2 separate regions of the Mus musculus genome follow, and region 1 is linked to region 2. A link is a contact called in public promoter capture Hi-C data. All regions are on one chromosome and are shown on one strand. The core of a region is the stretch at or near the end of the contact, and the rest is flanking DNA. Distances in the headings are between cores, read along the strand shown. Region 1 overlaps Acacb (acetyl-Coenzyme A carboxylase beta). Region 2 overlaps Coro1c (coronin, actin binding protein 1C).

Region 1 (4,346 bases), core at 1,215-3,714, 320 kb after region 2:
TGCAGACTTGTGGCGAAGGGTGGGCCCTGGTCTTTGGTGTGGGTATGCTGGCACTCAGAATTCTCAGCTTATACCCAAGAAACTCTGGGTGGAAGCTATTGGTCATAGCTTTGGGCTTCAGCAAGCACTTCACATGGCCCCTCACTCCCATGGCCTCACTGGGTGGTGGTCATGTTCCAGCCTGCCGGGGTCAGGTAAGCCCTCCCAACTCGCCACACGGTTCCCATCTTTGGCTTGTGTAGCCAGGTTTGGAGCCCAAGTTCTGGGGTTTCTTGGTTTCTGTGCTCTTTGCTGTAGTCCTGTGTTTTAGGGAGCCTGTGGGAGGTCCCCTTGAGGCTTATTCTTCTTCCTTGGGTCTTGAAAACAATTTAGCTGGCTTCATTGCTTCCAAACCAACCCCTCATTGTTCTGGGGCTCACCAGTCTCTTCTGGTTTCTGTGTGTGTGTGTGTGTGTGTGTGTGTGTGTGTGTTATGAGTACACTGTTGCTGTCTTCAGACACACCAGAAGAGGGCATTGGATCCCATTACAGATGGTTGTGAGCCACCATGTGGTTGCTGGGAATTGAACTCAGGACCTCTGAAAGAGACTGCTCTCAACTGCTGAGCCTTCTCTCCAGACCTTCCTGTTTTATTTTTTAATCAAAGATTGTGTGTGTGTGTGTTTAAAACAAGGCCTTTCTATAATAACTCTGGCCTCAGACTCACAGAGATATGCCCAATTCTGCCTCCAGAGTGCTGGGATTAAAGGCATGTGCTACCATACCTAGTTTATTTAAAATTAATATATAATATATATTATATATATGTGTGTATATATGTTTATATATATATATATACACACACACACAATATACATACACACGTATATACAAATATATGTATATATGTGTGTGTATATATATACATATATATATATATATATACACATACATATATGTGTGTGTGTGTTTAGTTTATGCATATGAGCGTTTTGCTTGCTTGCATGTGTGTACACCATACGTGGGCCTGCTACTGGAGGAGAGCAAAAGAGGGTGTTGGACTTCCTGAACTGGAGTCACATATGTTCATGAGCCACCGTGTTGGTACTGAGAACCACATCCAGGTTCCCTGCAGGAGTGGGCAGTGTTCCTAACCACTGAGTGTCCTTCCCACTCTTCACTTACATTTTTAGCTATGAAAATGTCCAGTCTGTGAGTGCTGTGGGGATCGAACACAGGTCCTTCTGCTTGGGAAGTCAGTGCTATTTGCGGGACTGGGCTATCTCCCCAACCAAGTGCTCAGAGAACTGACTTCTGTTTCTCTTTTTCCTCTGTCTGGGCTCCAGGGCTTTAAGCCAAGCTCGGGGACAGTGCAGGAGCTGAACTTCCGCAGCAACAAGAACGTGTGGGGTTACTTCAGCGTGGCCGCTGCTGGGGGCTTGCACGAGTTCGCCGATTCCCAGTTTGGGCACTGCTTCTCCTGGGGCGAGAACCGTGAAGAGGCCATTTCGTCAGTATCTCCGGTTCCCTTCCCGTTCCTCCAACCCCGCTTCCCAGTTCTAGAAACATTCAGAAGTACTTGTGTATAGGCCTGAATACCTGAGTTTGACCCCAGACTCCACAAGGCAGCTGGAGGTGCATGCACACGCATACACACACATACACACACATACACACACACATGCATGCACACATACACCAAACTCCTGTGACCCATTTATACTTGCAACAGTGTGCATGCACCTGCACACACACACACACACACACACACACATGCACACATGCACACATACACCAAACTCCTGTGACCCATTTATACTTGCAACAGTGTGCATGCACCTGAACACACACACATGCATGCACACATACACCAAACTCCTGTGACCCATTTATACTTGCAACAGTGTGCATGCACCTGCACACACACACACACACATGCATGCACACATACACCAAACTCCTGTGACCCATATATACTTGCATCAGTGTGCATGCACCTGCACACACACACACACACACACACACACACACACACACACAGGTCCTTCCCTATGCATCACTTACTGTTTTAAGTACTGAAGTTCAAGAACAATTCTCTTCCTCTGTTGGAGACCTGTGGTGAAGAGCAGGGAGCCCACCAGGCCCCTGGGTCTTGAGTGTGCAAGAGAGCTAACTTCAAAGAGACCCTAAACCATTCAAAGCTGTCTAAACGGTGCCCAGCACTCGGCTCAGGAGAGGGTGGGGGCACCTTTAACACCTCATAGTTTGCACACCATCTTTACTCCAAGACTCAGTTTCTTCTGGGGTTCCTCTTCCTCCCTGCTCTCTACTCCACGCTTGTGACATGGCCTGTGATCCCTGCTTAGCAAATCCTGTCACAGTTAAACAGACTGAGAAACTCATATTAACCCAATACTCCCCCTGTCTTTCCTCTTAACATCTCCCTGCCTCTACACCAGTCCAGGAAGGTGAAACGCACTTTGTGTTGTAGTTAAGCATCCTGTGCTGCCAGGCAACCAAACCACTCTTCAGAGCGTAAAGAGCCCAAAGGCATCGAGAGTATTTCATTTAAAAAAATGTTAGACTCTGGTCTGGCTGTTTAACTGTGAATTGATTTAGGGTGAGAGTTTGACAGTTTTGATGGTGCTGTCCCTCTGTCAGCTTAGGCTAATTCATTTTAATCGTGTTCCGTGGCAAACTGAGGTCCTCCGGGAAAGTGGAGGGAGACTTGCAACAAATGAGACTTAATTAACGGAAGGAAGTGGGTGGGCCCGGCATGTTCCCGGAGAGGCTCAGACTGTGGCGCTGTCTGCAGCTGCTACAGACTTAGAGAAACTCCAGCTTATACTGCTGACAGAGTCTAGCAGAGGAAAGCACTTGCCGGACTCTGTGATTGGCTCCCTGATCCGTGCTATAGACAAACCCCTCTGTGGCAGTCAGTCTTCCTCAGTTGCGTGGCCGAGTTACATACAGATTTAGGTCCTGAGACTGACCTGTGGCTTCATGTGACCTCCCCATGACACACCTGGACAGAGCAGCCAGGGGACAGGCAGAAGTGGCTTTTATGAGACAGGAGATGGGAATAGACCAAGGGGAGGCCGAACAGGCGCTCAGTCAGAGAGGCCCCACCCCTTTCTTCGAATCATTACCTATCAGGATGATCTAAACTCTGAGACCTGTTGACTGCAACGGCATTATGTGGAGCATCCCTCAAGTACTGCAGGTGGCAAGGTTATCACCCCATTTTTCAGACGAGGTAACTGAGGCCCCGGGGTGGTTAAGTTACTCAAGTGAGGTCACTCAAGCCGGTCCATGTGCCTCCCGTGCGCTCAGACGCACTGAAAAAAACAAATCCCAAACTTCCCAGGAACCGTGGGTAAACGTGGAAACCAGTCCTGTGTCTCTCCAGGAACATGGTAGTGGCTTTGAAGGAACTGTCCATCCGGGGTGACTTCCGGACCACTGTGGAGTATCTCGTTAACCTTCTGGAGACCGAGAGCTTCCAGAACAACGATATCGACACGGGGTGGCTGGACCACCTCATCGCTCAGCGGGTGCAGGTAAGAGGCCGCTTTACCTCTCCACCCTCCCTCCCAGGGCGGGGTGTGGGTGTACGCAGAGATCCGTGCTTCCCGCGGGTACTGAGACCTGGAGTCTTTTTCTAGGCAGAGAAGCCGGACATCATGCTTGGGGTGGTGTGTGGGGCCTTGAATGTGGCAGACGCGATGTTCAGAACCTGCATGACGGAATTCTTGCACTCCCTGGAAAGGTAGGGCGCACAGTCTTCTCCTTGCTCTCCTGGGATGTGGGGACAGCATGGAAGGCAGGCAGAATGAGGCTTTTGCTGTTGCTGTTGTTCGGAGATGACTCTCGATCCTCCTGCCTCTGCCTCCTGAGTGCTGGGATCACACGCATGTGCACCACGCTAGGTGGTGGGCTTTGAGGGCGGGTCAGTCGCCACCGAGCTGGGACTGCTCTCCTGTGGCCTGCGGTTCACACTGCCTGGGAGAGACTACTGGTGGATATGGGGAGGCTTGCGGATCTGGAGGGCCCGTGGGGCAGGGTGAAGCTGGCGAGGAGGCTTCTGCTTGGATCACTGTTGGGCAGGACTGTCCTGCCTATGCATTGAAGGGTGACAGCGGAATTTATGTCTCCTGCCTATTAGAGGCCATGAGAGGCCATTCCCTGAGTGTCCCAGCAATAAGAACAAATTATCCTCTCTTTAGAAGTGACAAAGGAAAGACAAAATGTCCCCACAAAAAGCATGAAAGACAAAGCCAGTAGTGGTCACTTAACACCTATGATTGGCAGCCCATGTACTAGAGGGTGGCAGGCCACAGACTGGACATCTTTACCTCGTTTATTTA
Region 2 (4,545 bases), core at 159-2,658:
AACCCGAAAGGCCACAGGCTGAAGAGATGGCTCAGTGGTCAGAGCCCTGGCCGAGGACCTGAGTTCCTTGTATCTCCAGCTCCAGAAGGGGATGTCGCTCGCTCACTCACCTTGTGCAGAGGGAGCACCAGGAAGGCCCCTCCCCCACTCGCTTCTATGATGATGGCCACGAATCTGGGGTTGACGGCACAAAAGGAACTGTCCCAGGTGACTCGGGAGACACGGATGTCGTCATAGCACTGGTCATTCTTCACCGCCTGTCCAAAGACGTGGCGGAACTTGCTCTGCCGCACCACTCGCCGCATCGTGTCTGTGAAAAGAGAGCAGCGAGAAGTGTGTGAGAGCTGCGTGCACCAAAGCTGCGCTTCCACACCAGGCAAGCTGGAAACAGCACCTCGGCACGGCCGGCGCTCCTGGAAGGTGCAAATCCCAGATCCTGTGCAGAAGAAGCGGGGAGAGCACGGCAAAACAGGTGGCAAAGCTCACAGCATCCAGAGGCAGAAGAGAGTGCTCACTTCAAGAGAAGGATCAAGGCAGGACCTGAAGGGAAATCCACCTTTCGGGGTGGGTGGGAAAACACATTCCACCCTTCCTACTTTGGAGATAGGAAACCACCTAAGCGAAGGAGCTTTGTGGGTGGGAAGCTGAAGGAAATCCTCAAACAAGACGTGATTTGGTGGCTTTCTCCTCAGCCTGCCAGGGTCGGTTTCCAGTTCTTCAACACCCTCCCTCACGCCGACACCAGCATCCCTCTGTCTGAGCACTGTGCTGGCTCCTGAGTCACTCCACACCACCAGCTATGCAGGCTCAGGAGCAGAGAGGCTGCTGCCCTGGCCCCCTGTGCTGCCCACAGAACTACCCAGACCGCCCGCTGGCTGCCAAGGGCCAGTGAGGAAATCTGACCTGAGGCTGCCACAGAAGTCAAGAGCCGGGTCTTAGAACAAGGAGCTGTAATTAAACGGGAAGTGGCTGATGAAGGCCTCAGGGACAGGGAGTCTGCCAGCTCCATTCTAGCCAACGTGAAGAGCTATACACTGGGCTACAAGCCACAGCAGCCAAAGCCTGAACTGCATGGCAGAGGCAGCTGGACAGAAGGAAGGGAACACGCCAGTGTGGAGGAGAAAAGAGACCAGGATGGAGGCTCAGGGTCAGGCAACTCAACTGCTTGTAGAGGAAGCTGGGCATGGGGATTGTGGGTGACAGCTGGCTGGGGCCCTGGGACCTCTCTGGGGAGCCAGATGGGCATGAACATGGGAGGCTTGGTGCTTCTTTCGGGCCCCAGGCCCCACACCTCAGGTTTCTAGCCAGCACTTGATGTAATTTTCCCGTCTGCTGCTGTACAGCATTCTGTTCAAAAAGACAAATGGAACTCGGATAAAGAAAGCTAAGTGGAGCCGGCACACAGCCAAACCCTGACAAATTCACAGAAAACTAGACCGCTGTGAAGAGAAGAGGCCAACAGCTGTCTGTCTGTGCCATGTGGGACCTGAGGTGGGCAATGCTATTTCTCGCCGTCTACATCCCTCCCACTGCTAGACACAGAGAAAGTTTATGCCAGAGCCTCTGTCCACCTTTGCAAGGCTTGTGTAGCAGTGTCCTCTCTGCACTGCTGGAGCATGTGGCTGGGCAGAGCTGGAAGCCCAGTGGCACGACCCCACACCCTGCATTCTGTAACCCAGCTGCTATCTGTCCTTCCCTGCTGCCTCCTGGGACTGTACACTTTGAATGCTTGGTACGAGATGCTAAGGGCTTACACTGGGCCAACAGCATTCACTGTGGAACAGTGTGAGTTCTTCCTTCAGCAGTGAGTCAGACACAGCTTCTACTGTGGCAAAGACTCAAGGAACACACCTCCATACTGGTCGCTCTCCAAAGCCACCACCTTTTCAGCCATTCTACAAGTCACCATTCTACAAAGGCTAGAGCCCCCACCAGCACATCCAGCAAGCGTTTCAAAAGATAAGGCTCAGTCAGCAGTTAGAGTGTTTATTGCTCCCTCAGAGCCCCCACATTTGGTACACACACACACACACACACACACACACACACACACAAGCACAAAACAATTTCAGTTAGCCGGATATAGTGGCACATGTCTTTAATCCCAGGCACTTGGGATGCAGACGCAGGCAGATCTCTGAGTTCAAGGCCAGCCTGGTCTACTGAACAAGTAGGCAAAGCTATACAGAGAAACCCTGTCTCAAAAAACAAAAAAAAACAAAACAAAAAAAAAAACAAAACAACTCAATAGAAAAGTATGCAAAAACAAAACCAAACATGTCTGCAGGTCTGTCTTGCTCGCGCTCTGCGCTCTCTCTCTCTCTCTCTCTCTCTCTCTCTCTCTGCCCCCCACCCCCCCACACACACATACACAGGGAGATGCACACATAGAGGGGGATGCACGGGCATACACACCATGTATAAGGAGAGAAAGGGAGCCCACCAGAGAGCAAACCCAACAACCAAGCTCAGAAGAGAGAAAGTGGGTGTCACTGAGTGACTGGTGTCACGGAGTGACCACTGTGGATGTCCCTACACTCACCGAGCATCTTGTGTGGAGCTCAGAAGGACAGAGGCGTGTTGTAAATCCCTAGCAGAAGCAGGAAAGAGAGCGTGCACACACACATAAACAGATACATATGCAGAAAAGAGAGCGTGCACACACATAAACAGATACACATGCAGAAAACAAAGTGTGCACACGCACATAAGGACACCTGCTGCACAGCCTGGTGACCTGAGTGTGGTCCCCAAACACATGTGAAAATGGCAAGAGAAAACCGCATCCACAGTGCTGTCCTCTCATCTCTGTACATGTTACCACACACACATACATACACACACGTGCCCCCACATACACACACATAGTATACACACAGACAGGTACCCACACATACACAGTGTACACACATAAACATACAACAACAACAATAATAATAATAATCACATTTTTAAAAAAGCACTTCAGCCCCAAGGTAAAGCCATACTTTCTCTAGTCAACTGACTTTCAACATGAAATGAAACCACTCACGGGGCATGGAGTGTCAACAAAGGGCGCTGACCCAGCAGGCCAGCCCTGAAAGCAAGCAAACAGAAAGATGCTGGTGATGGAATGGGTCAGGAGCCTGGACACAGGAACTGAGCCCACAAAGCCCCCAGGAGACACAGCAGCGAATCTTCCTGGCCCTGGACAGCAAAAGCAGCTCACGTCTGACACTGTGCAAGCAACATAGAGACGGAGCTGACAGGGCTCAATGAGACGGAAAACTGACCTCTCCAAGTCAGCCTCTGACCTCCACACGTACACCATGGCACACACGTCACAGCAACACACACTAACTAAAGTAAGTAAAAATATACACCGACATTTGCTGCAAACCCTAAATCGAATAAGGCATTCACTGATACCTAAAATATATAAAGAACTTATTGAAAAGGAGACAGGATAGATAGGGAGGACAATTTAAAATCCTCAAGGTAGACTTGCCAGGCATGCTGGAGGCAGGAAGATGAGGTATTCAAAGTCAGCCTCGGCTACAGGCAATCTTGCTTTTGCCTACTGTATGTGAGACCCTGGGTATATAACCAGCACCATTCCGCAAATGGGCTGAAGGCTCAAAGGGACATGCATCTGTCCAACGCACACAGAAGGTCTGTCACTTAAAAAGTGAAAACCAACCCCTCCATGAAAGGGTCCTTTACCCCAGCATAAAACCCAGCAGCCAGAGAATCGCTGATGTAGGATGGGCTGCTCTGGATCTCTAGGGTGTCGGGTGGGCTGAGCTTTGGAAGGGCCTTTCGGTGCCTTGTGCTCTAACAGATTTCCATCTGACCTGGCTCTTGAGAGAACTGAAAATGAATACATGACCTCCCCCTCCCCCAACTCCACTCCCACCCCCACAACAAAGGGAGAACCCTGAGTGCTGCTATTCGCTGGTCTAATAGATAAACTGCTCTTGCCACAGAGACCACTGCTCAGCGTGAGCGCATGCACCAGCACACCCTACGGCCCGGAGAGACCCTGGCAACAGTACAGTGCCGGGAGGCGGTACAGAGACCTACAGAGCCTAGCTAACCCTGTTTGTGTTAAGCCTATAGTAGGCAGATACAGATAAGTTTGGGGGCTGTGGGTTAAGAGCTAAAGACAGAGGGCAGGAGGCTGTTTCTTAGGACTCACTTGCCCAAGCACCTGGCAAACGCTTTAATCCCAGAACTCGGGAAGCAGAGGCCAGACTAGTTTATTATCAAGTTCCAGGACAACCAAGGACACGGAGCGTGACCCTGTCTCAAAAATAGGCAAACAAGACTTGTGTATGTGTGTGTGCGCCCGCATGTGCGTATCAGGCACACACGATGCCTGCAGAGGCCAAAAAGAGGGCATCAGATCCCTTGGAAATGGAGTTAAGGTGGTTGTGAACCTCCATGTGGGAGCTGGGAATAGAACCTGGGTCCACTGCAGGAGCAGACAGTGTGCTTAACTACTGAGCCATCTCTCTCCAACACCACAGGCTTCTCTTAAGGGTCATGAAATGTTCCCAAGCCTCT

What was found. Capture Hi-C pulls out chosen DNA fragments and counts their contacts.
Region 1: a promoter capture Hi-C map of adipose tissue shows a contact between it and region 2. The contact joins two enhancer-like sites. A contact is called at or near these places in 1 of 115 datasets of contacts at active chromatin or transcription factors (embryonic stem cells) and 1 of 9 other capture datasets (adipose tissue).

What each region holds. Positions count from the first base shown.
Region 1 is chr5:114,196,852-114,201,197 of GRCm38.p6, forward strand. Acacb (acetyl-Coenzyme A carboxylase beta) reads left to right here. Exons shown (of 52, transcript NM_133904.2): 12 at 1,326-1,489; 13 at 3,389-3,539; 14 at 3,645-3,748. Among named protein-coding and RNA genes, the nearest start is that of Acacb, 34 kb to the left of the region's middle. Within about 2 kb of position 2,465, at least 74 of the 459 cell types and tissues checked have an H3K27ac peak or open chromatin away from gene starts, as enhancers often do. A contact at or near this core is called in adipose tissue, where this site is marked.
Region 2 is chr5:113,881,848-113,886,392 of GRCm38.p6, forward strand. Coro1c (coronin, actin binding protein 1C) reads right to left here. Exons shown (of 11, transcript NM_011779.3): 2 at 111-310. The coding sequence starts at 305. Among named protein-coding and RNA genes, the nearest start is that of Gm42005, 11 kb to the left of the region's middle. Within about 2 kb of position 1,409, at least 94 of the 459 cell types and tissues checked have an H3K27ac peak or open chromatin away from gene starts, as enhancers often do. A contact at or near this core is called in adipose tissue, where this site is marked.